Linked DNA regions of Mus musculus: regions 2 and 3 are each linked to region 1. The links are chromatin contacts, called in public promoter capture Hi-C maps. All regions are on one chromosome and are shown on one strand. Each heading gives the region's core, a stretch centred on a gene start, on an enhancer-like site or on the middle of the called end of the contact. The rest is flanking DNA. Distances are from core to core; before and after follow the strand shown. Region 1 holds the start of A930007A09Rik (RIKEN cDNA A930007A09 gene). Region 2 holds the start of Myh11 (myosin, heavy polypeptide 11, smooth muscle). Region 3 holds the start of Cep20 (centrosomal protein 20).

What was found. Promoter capture Hi-C pulls out the DNA fragments that hold promoters and counts their contacts.
Region 2: a contact with region 1 is called in a promoter capture Hi-C map of pre-B cells, with 2.5 times the contacts expected there. The contact joins the promoter of Myh11 here to the promoter of A930007A09Rik in region 1. A contact is called at or near these places in 1 of 39 promoter capture datasets (pre-B cells) and 2 of 9 other capture datasets (adipose tissue and liver).
Region 3: a promoter capture Hi-C map of pre-B cells shows a contact between it and region 1, with 3 times the contacts expected there. The contact joins the promoter of Cep20 here to the promoter of A930007A09Rik in region 1. A contact is called at or near these places in 1 of 39 promoter capture datasets (pre-B cells) and 1 of 9 other capture datasets (liver).

What each region holds. Positions count from the first base shown.
Region 1 is chr16:13,752,781-13,755,876 of GRCm38.p6, reverse strand. It overlaps A930007A09Rik (RIKEN cDNA A930007A09 gene), which reads right to left and starts at 1,313. Exons shown (of 1, transcript NM_001357954.1): 1 at 1-1,313. The coding sequence starts at 1,233.
Region 2 is chr16:14,289,866-14,293,053 of GRCm38.p6, reverse strand. It overlaps Myh11 (myosin, heavy polypeptide 11, smooth muscle), which reads left to right and starts at 1,646. Exons shown (of 41, transcript NM_001161775.1): 1 at 1,646-1,778.
Region 3 is chr16:14,315,323-14,318,755 of GRCm38.p6, reverse strand. It overlaps Cep20 (centrosomal protein 20), which reads left to right and starts at 1,424. Exons shown (of 5, transcript NM_025345.2): 1 at 1,424-1,462. The coding sequence starts at 1,435.

The DNA.
Region 1 (3,096 bases), core at 64-2,563:
GCGCCCCTGAGAGTGAGGGCCCAAAGGCACACAGCTTTCAGAAGATACAGAGGGCAGGATTTGGCTCTGAGAGGTCACAGGTACCATAGATAAACTGTCAGGGATCACCAAGAGATGGCTCTGGCTTTCTTCTCGTTCCAGAGGGTAGATCTTAGAGGCCACACTGATCTTAGAGCGCCCCTGAGAGTGAGGGCCCAAAGGCACACAGCTTTCAGAAGATACAGAGGGCAGGATTTGGCTCTGAGAGGTCACAGGTACCATAGATAAACTGTCAGGGATCACCAAGAAGTGGCTCTGGCTTTCTTCTCGTTCCAGAGGGTAGATCTGAGTGGCCACACTGATCTTAGAGCGCCCCTGAGAGTGAGGGCCCAAAGGCACACAGCTTTCAGAAGATACAGAGGGCAGGATTTGGCTTTGAGAGGTCACGGGTACCATAGATAAACTGTCAGGGATCACCAAGAGGTGGCTCTGACTTTCTTCTCGTTCCAGAGGGTAGATCTGAGAGGCCACACTGATTTTAGAGTGCTCCTGAGAGTGAGAGTCCAAATACACATGGCTGTCAGAGGACATTGCCATCTGAGAATTGCTGTCAGACGCCAAAGGGTAGGTCTGCGAAGTCACTGAAAAGACAGGTTGACTCCTAGAAGTACAAATGGAAAGACCGGTGTGGACAATGCCCAGAGGCAGGCTCTTAGAGGTCTGGACTCTGCTAAACTGATTCAGAACAGCCTCAGGCTTCGCTGAACGGAACAACGCTCTGCCACCCGAGGTTCTGGCGTCGCAGTTCCTTTCTAGCTGCCCCGGGTCCGTAGAGCTGATGCTACTGATCCGCTGGACGACCCGCGGGTGGAGTCGCCGCCGCCGTCGCCGGCGAATCCGCTGAAAGGTGTCGGAGACGCTCCTAAGGGTCAGCGAGAAGCGACGGCTGCCGCTACGGTGCACCCCGCTCTCGCGGGGCGAAGTCCCCCTCAAGGGGTCTTCCGGGAGCGCCTCTATGTTGCCGGTGTACCAGGAGATCCACCACAGGAGACTGACGAAGATGATGATGGAACCCAAATAGAGCAGCATGTCGTAGAACAGCAAGTTGGCGAAGACGCCAGTGAACAGCACTGCCACACCCACCGCGTCGAAGGCGACGCCCAGCCAAAAAAAGTGACTGCAGCGACCCAAGGGCCCGGACTGCATCTCCGCCAAGTCTGTGTTCTTTTGCGGAAGCTCCGAGAGGCTCAACATCTTCCACGCAAACCCCGCCAGAGGACACCAGGCCCAGGGCGCTGCCACAGGCGGGCTTTAGACACTCTCCATGGCAACGCAAGGGGCGGGGCGGGAAGCGGCATTCTGCTCCACACCAGGAAACTGGAGCGGGCCAAGGGAGCTGCGCGTGCGCACGACGACCTGCTGAACCTTCTGCGTTTGCGCCCAGTGCTAGCCCGGGCAGCTTTTCTCAGTCTGGGATCCTTAGGTGTATCAAGAAGTAGAATTTATGGGTAGGGGAGTGGGGGTGGGTGGGTATGGGGGACTTTTGGTATAGCATTGGAAATGTAAATGAGCTAAATACCTAATAAAAAATGGAAAAAAAAAAAAAAAAGAAGTAGAATTTATGACAATGAAACTAGCGGTACCTGGGGCGAGAATCTTCTTGGCCTCAGGTGCAGTTAGCATCTAGTGTTGTTAGGTCTGTACTCCCATCTTCTCTGGTGACTGTTGATAAACTTGCCCAAGGACCTAATAGACCCCATCGCGTGTCCGTCCGTCCGTCCCCCCCCCCACCCCACCCCCCCACCCCCCCACCCCCCCCACCCCCGCCAACCAACCATGTATTGTAGAGGCTGGGAGGGAGAGGGTAGGATGAAAGGAGAAAAAGGTTGACCTTTATGTGTGTGTTTGATGGATTTTAAAACATTTGGTACATTTTAAATAGATTTAGGCCTGTAGTTCAGGCCACATTTACTTAGGCCTATAGGCACACGCCACTATACTTGGAGAAAACTACTCTTAAGCATTTTCAAACGTATAGATAGAAAATTATAAAGGAATAAAGAATGATAGGTTGTCCCTACTTGGCCTGAGCATTCAAGCAATACAAATTGGAATCAGAGGGTTATTAAAGTGTTTTTTTTAAAAGATTTATTTATTTATTATATACACTGTTGCTGTCTTCCGACATTCCAGAAGAGGGTGTCAGATCTTGTTACATATGGTTTGTGAGCCACCATGTGGTTGCTGGGATTTGAACTCAGGACCTTTGGAAAAGCAGTCAGTGCTCTTAACCGCTGAGCCATCTCACCAGCCCCTATTAAAATGTTTTTAAAAAGGTCAGACATGATAGTGCAGGACTTTAGTCCTAGCACTCAACAAGCAGAAGCAAGCAGATCTCTGAGTTGGAAGTCAGCCTGTCCTAACTTGAGAATTCCAGGCCAACCAGGACTATACTGTGAGACCCTGTGTCAAAATGAATGGATGAAAATAAAAAGACCTGAAGGTGTGTCCAGGAAGTTGGAAGTGGATATAATCAAGAAATCTATGTATAAAATTGTCAAAGAATAAAAAGTTAATAAAGTATAAAGATAATTAGAGAAAACAATATGGCAAATGTTCATAATTATAGAATATAGATGAAATAAGTATAGGTGTTCATTATTCAGTTCTTTCCTGTGTTCTTTAGGCTTGACATTTTTCAAAATAGTTGCAGAATTTTATTTTGTAATTTAAATTTTAAGTTATAAACTTATAAACATGAGTAGCAGGTGGGGATGATGGCTCAGTAGCTAAAGACTTGACAGCCTGAGTCCAGTCGCCAGGAGCCACGTGATGGTGAGAGAGAACTGACTTCTGCACATTGCTGTCTGACCTCCAGATGAAAAGAAATAAATCTCTCCCCTTTGGCTGCAGGAGTGTTCAAGGCTGGCAACCAGAATTATCTGCCTAATGATAAAGGGTGCAGCACCATGCCATACGTAGACCGCAAGGTGATAAGCTGGAGTTATCCTTCGTCAGATCCTTTGAAATTAGCCCAGTTTAGCCTGAGGCAAGTCTCTATACTGGAATTAGGAAGGCTTAAATTTGAGTTTCTGACCTGAGTTGAGATCTTTAACC
Region 2 (3,188 bases), core at 397-2,896, 540 kb before region 1:
CAGACGGTTTCCATTCCTTTTACGTGCAGCTGCGAAGAGGCTTTGGGGAAGCAGCCTCGTCCATCATGTGGAGGGCTCCTCCCCCACCTCTACATCGAGGCAGCCAAGCTGCTGTCCTTGGCTCTGTGTATTGCTGCCCAGTGAGGCTGGGATGGGGTTAGGAATGGGGATGGGGAGGACCAAGATCCAGATGTTTTCAAGTCTGAGAAGCAGGTGAGCTTGGTCCTGGACGGATATGGAAGGGGTCCAGATGGGCTGGGATATGAAAGGCCACACAGCACCCCTGTTGGCTTTGTACACAGTGATCCGTAACTCAGCTCTCCAGAGTGAACATTGGTATTAAACAGTACTGAGCTTGCTAAGGACCCTCACAGGACTCAGTCTTCTGGCCTGCAAAATAGGGCTGGGGCAGGTTTGGCCAGAATCATCCTTGGGTTGGAAGAACCAGCTGCACCTGGGTCTGGAGCTCCTGTCTGAGCACTGGGGTCCCTATACCGCCCCGCGGGCTCAGCGGGAGGCTGCGCGGGACCATATTTAGTCAGGGGGAGCCAGAGCCCCGCTGGTATGCCACGCTGGGAATTCCTGTTTCGAGAATTGCGCCTGGCCTTTTTGGGTTGTCTCCCGCCCAGGCCCAGGAGGGAGGACCAGCCCGGGACCTCGAGGGTCCGCGCGCGGGGAGCGAGGCGTCCCCGGTCTGGCGTGGGGCCAGCTCTGCCTCGACTTCCTTTTATGGCCTGAGTGGTGTGTGTGCAAGGGGGGGGGGAGGGGGAGGGAGAGAGAGAGAGAGAGAGAGAAAGAAACTGACTTTAGGGACATAACAGATGAAATGATAGAGACAGAACAAAAATCGTCACAGGGAAATCAAAGCTAGAGTGTAATGGAGAGTGTGTCAGGTCCGACAAAAGAGACAGGGAGACAGGGACCTAGATCCATACAGGGCTAAGGGAAAGAGATTGAGAAGTATCCCTTGCTGAGGGGGGACAGCTGTGAACTTGCGGGGGACCAGCAAGTACCCCGCATTCTCTTAGGGTCTTAGCACGCATCCTCCAAGTGCCATAATGCACTCTTTCTCCAGCAGCACCCCGCTTTTCAACGATGTTCAGAGAAACCACGTTATTGGTTCCAGGCACCCTGGGATTATATTTAATTTTGGTTGTAGCATGAATGGAACTGCAAAGAACAAGTTAGGAAAAACAAGTTTCCCTTTCTTTTCCCACACATTCCCAGCAGTCACTGGAGGATATGCGGTGACCTGCTTTGCACCTTGCAGAGTTCAAAAAAAAAAAAAAAAAATCACCTTTCCCCTCCCTTTGCTAAACACAACCGCCCTCAGATCTAAGAGGTGGCAGGTGAATGAAGAGGGGATGAAGGAGAGTGGGAGGTATCAAGCCTCCAGTATGTATGAACAGGAAGAGGTTAAAATCCAGCTGGAATGGACCTAGGGGGAGAAATTCTCACGTTTCCCTACAGACTCTGTATACCGGATTCCTTTTCTGTAAGGACCCAGGATCTGGGTGGCTACAGGGAGCGAAGCCTGAGGCTGTGGGTCAGTGCGGCTCTGTTCCTCACCTGCAGGGGGCGCCGCGAAGGGAAGAGGATCCTCCCACTCTCGGACGTCCGACAGCCACCTCCCCTTTCCACTCTCAGATAGCGCTGACTCTATAAAGCCAGGCGTCCGAAGCTTACAGAGAGATTTGGACCATCCCAGCCTGGGATCAGTGCCAGATCCGAGCTCTCCATCCGGTGTCCTCCTGCTAATCCACCCCCGGAGTAGATCTGTAAGTAGAGTTGGTCCCTTAGGGGCAAGCCTGGGTGGTGGGTTTAAGCCTTCTAAAGCATCCTCCTGGGAGTGGGGACTCCAGGGGTCCTGATTGTTATCTCTTATAAGGACAATGGGAAGAAGCCGGGTACAGGATCATTCTAGACCTCCTGTGATTACTCCCCTCCCCCCCCCCACTACCCACCACGTCAAACCAGCATCCCCAGGTTGCCCATGAGCAGAACCACCTGGGAAAGTGGAGTAAGCAATTAAAGATTCTGGTGGCTGGGCCCAATTCCAGGTATTTTAAGACTAGAGTCTAAAAAACAAAATGGTCTACTTAAAAACCAACCAGTGTTTATAGGCTGCACAGTGGACAAATGTGCTGTGGTAGAGCACTGCGGGTCCTGGGTTCAAATCCCAGTATTTGGGATGGTGATCGGAACCCAAGGTTAGTCTGACTAGGTCATGGGATGGATAATCCACTGACCATTGCACAAAGTAACTCAGAAACATGGGTGAAAGTGTTGATAGTTCTGAGCACAGGCTGTGGTGTGTGTGTGTGTGTGTGTGTGTGTGTGTGTGTGTGTGTGTGTGTGTTTTCCATCTACTTAGGTGATTTTGCTGTGGATTGTTACTGGTAGACAAGGCTGCTTATTGTAAGATATGGCTAGTTTCTTTCACTCTGTTCCCTTCCAGACCCCAGACTCTGTGAATTAACAAGGGAGTTCTTCTCCTGGTTGGTTAGGGCCTCAGATGTCCAGGTGGGTGCGGAGGCTCCATTTGCCTCCCCACCCCCAGGTGCACCGAGTGAGCAGGCGCTGGGTTTGGGGCTCCTCAGTGGGAAGGTTACTCTTAGGACAGAGAGAGGAACTAGCAGGAGAAAGTTCTGCGATTCCAGTTCAGAATTGTTTGGAAAGCACCTTTCAAAGTTATGTCTGTCAGAGAACAAAAGAAACCTTTTAGAAAGCCGGGACTAGGCTGTTTAGGTTCTACCTCTAAGAACTGCGAGAAGCCATGGAGCTTGCTGGGAAAGAAGGGACGTCCGGCTGTGTTCAGCACACTGCTCTGCTCCGTTCTGTGTCCTCTGGTGAAGGTTCTTCTCTTGCTCAGTTTACTTCAAGATGCTATTTTAGACTTGACTTAAAGAAAGAGAGCTTGACCATACAGGTCCAAAAGTCTCTCATGGCAAGGAACACCTTCTCTTTTTTGATGTGGTTGATGGCACACTTAACAAGCCAGGTACTTAACAGCACTTCAGTGGAATCAAGTTATTTGAATCATTATATACACTTCATCACGAAGTTGATCATCTTGTCGTGACAGCTCTTTGTCTTTCCTGAAAACCAAAATTTGTTGGACTCCTGTTTCTGGTGGACTCCACCACTTTTTGAAGAAGATTGAAACCTTCTACCAATTTAAACTGACA
Region 3 (3,433 bases), core at 175-2,674, 560 kb before region 1:
TTTCCTGAGCTACTGACCAAGTATTCAGGCACCATGGTTTTACAAAATAGGAAAGCCTAACTGAGTAAGACCATTCTAAGGCTACAGAACAGGTTTCGAAGGTTACTCAGGTCTTCAAATTTATGCAGCAAGAACTTTATTCACTGAGCCATTCCTCTAAATGGATTTCAAACTTTAAAACTGCTACCCACTTTAAGAAATATCTCAGAAGCCTGATATGGTGATGTACTCCTGTCATTGCAGCACTTGGGAGGCTAAAGAAAGGAGGGCTAATTCAAAGCCACCCTGTGCACTTCAGAAAAAAAACAAAACAAAGCTAATCTTAGGAAGAACATACATCTATCTCCCTGAGGCAAATTTAAAAACAAAACCAAGTTGTGGCAGTATAGGGGCGTTCATCACTTTGAGAATGAGGCAAAAAGAGTGTTTGTTGTTAGTTCAATGTCAGCCTGAGCTACAGAGTGAATGCCCAGATAGCGTGGACTACAAGATGAGACAAAAACAAACAAACACCCAATGATTTCTTTTAAAGTCTATATTTTCTATTTCTTACAGTTTACTTCCTCGAAAATATGCTCACTAGCATCCACTCATAGACTTCCACTATTGGGCTGTCCAGAATTTTAAGGGTCCAGTGTCTTAGACTCCCTGGAGAGTCAACTGCCATTATACTGCCTCACATTTTGAATGTATTATTCCCATGTTTGTTCTTCTTAATCTTTTATCAGCTGTTTCCACAAACAACTCGAGGATTCCAAATGTACTCGGTGTTAACGGTAGTGTAGAGAGCAAGCTTTGAAGAGATGCTGGCCTGGGTTTAGGTTATCACCTGCTCCACCATTTGCCAGTGATCTTCCTTTAGACACTCAACTTCCTCCTCTGTATAACGGGCATCATTGACCTGAGGCGTGTAAAGACTTCCTAGTGTTCACTTTCGAGTGGGTGCCGTGTAAGATGATTTTTAAGGTGGCACTTCTCAGACTAACAGCATCCATCCACAGCATTCTGGAAGTTGACAGAAAAACCAACTCTTGGTCCGTGCCTCAGAAAGACCCAAGGGTGGGTCAGAGCAGTCTGTTCTAACCAGTCTTCCAGGTAATTCTGACGCTGGGTTGTGTCTGGGACTCGGACTGAGCACAAAGCCTGCCAAGGTGCGGGGAGGGGAGGTGAACAATCAGCACCTTGACCTGTAGGACTTGGGCGGCGACAAAAGGCAAAGCAGTTGGGTACAGATTTGGCTCTGGCTCCAAGCTTTTCTGCAGTGTAGCCCGCCTCACACGGTCGCTGATTGGTGGAGTCTCATGTGGCGGCTCGCCAATCACCGGAGCGCAGGCACAGACGCGGTCTAGCAGAGCCATACTCCTATTGGTTGGAGGCCGCGCCGAGAGCCGTGCGTACGCACTGGAGAGGCGTGGCACCAGCAGCCGTTGAAAAATGGCGACTGTTACGGAACTGAAAGCTGGTGAGTGCATTGAGGGGATGCTCGGTTGCGGGAAGCGTCGAACCTTCCGTATATGATAGGGATGGGACAGAAGGAGAGCGCGCGGGACATCGGCTCATCTTTTTCCAGGGTCGTTCTAGGGTGGCAGGGCCCACCAGGGGCGGCCTTTGCGCATGCGCTATGTTAGGGCCAGCCTTTGAGCTGGAGGAAGGGACTGGTATCTGTTGTCCCCTCAGGACCTCTGGGTATCTCTTAGAACCCTACTGAGCAGACAGCGCCCAAAGGCCTGCGTTCCGAGCTGACCACGACAACACCACAGCCACGATTTGGTGACAGACACACTTCCCAATGATTTGCACGGCTAGCCCATCCGGACGACAACGTATGGCTAGGTCCTCCTTGTCCTTTGGCAGAAACCTGAGACAGAGTTGTCCATCCTGGCGGCTCTTCAGGATTTTTCGGAAGAGGTTTTCCAAAATGGTTGGTTGTGTGCAGGGTGCATGCAGGTTCCATCCCCAGGACTACAAAACAAGGAGTAGACATCAATAACGCGTGTATACTGTTAACTCTGAATAGTAATTAGAGTTAACGTTTGAGTTGTAATTGGAGTTAAGGTTCAGTATGTGATTCTATCAGACCCTTAACAACTCATCCAACTTGATTCTGTGTAGCAACGCTATGTCCATTTCATACATGAGAGTTGGAATATTTCATCCACGATAATTTAGATAGAAATCGACTCGTGTGGAAACCCCATAAGGTGCACTGGCTTAATCATGCCATTCTGCTTCCCGTAGAATAAACCTAGTTCTGAGTGTCAAGGAATTCAGAGACTAAGCCAACGGTAATGGAAATCTGGAGAGAACCAAATGGAATAGTTTGGAGACTAAGATGTAGTAACTATTGACTGCATATGTATTGGGGACACTGCTGGTGAGCATTCCAAAAGCAGACATACCTCAGTCCCCAGGAGGGACTTCACATGAGTCAATGAGCTGTTCTGGGGATGGGAGTATACATAGTACATGTATATTGTATAAACTTTTCATAGGATTTCAAGATAAAGTCTATGGAAAAGAAGTTGGGTTAAGACCAATTCCTGAAGGCATTTTTATAATAATAGCATTGTAAGCATAAGACTACAAGTAGCAAAATGATAAAAGAGCCCAGAGGTTATCCCTACAAATTGAGGGGGACCTCCTTATATATGTTCTTCTGCGTTCTCTGGTTCTTGGTATGCTTTGTGTCTGAGAGAAAAGTAATAAAAACTTGTTCCTAATCAGTGATCTTACATTTTCTGGGCTTTTACTGGTCTAAAACCTCTTCCATTTCACCTAGCTCTTTCTCTGAGAAGTAGAGTTCATTACCTCGGAGAAGGCAGCTGAGGCATGGTTTAGGAATCTGCCACCAAGTATGAAGGACATGCTGCGTTTCCCAAATCCAGCTCATTACTTTGCGTTTTCTGCAAAGTTTGAGGCTGTACTGTGTGTACTTCAGAGTAACTGGGACAGGATGCTTGCCAGTAGAAAAGACTCTTTCCCTTAATTTCCAAAGATGGAACTAGAGAACGGGGATTGTGTTATGATCTTAAGATAAAGCTGTCCTTTTATGGACCTGTTTCAGAGTATAATTGGTTGACACCTGTAGAAAGGTTGAAGGAGTGCTTTAGAAATAAAAGAGAAGAAAAGTGAAAAGTCTAAGAGTGGCTATCCTCGATCACGTGGCCAAGGACTGTTGTTAGTTACTAAAGATCAGAAACTCTGCTTATATGTACCTAAATGTTTCCGAACTGCTCTATGGGTTTTAATTATTGTGGCATATTAATGCCTTTGCCATCGGCAGAGCAAAGTGCACTATTAACCTACAGTTTTCATCAATAATGTAAGGTACTATATTATAAATATTTAGTGGGTTCTTAACTGTATTCTAGGCATTATGTTGATTTTCTAAAATTGCTGTTTAGTCACAAAAGACTATTTGAGAAAGGAAGGT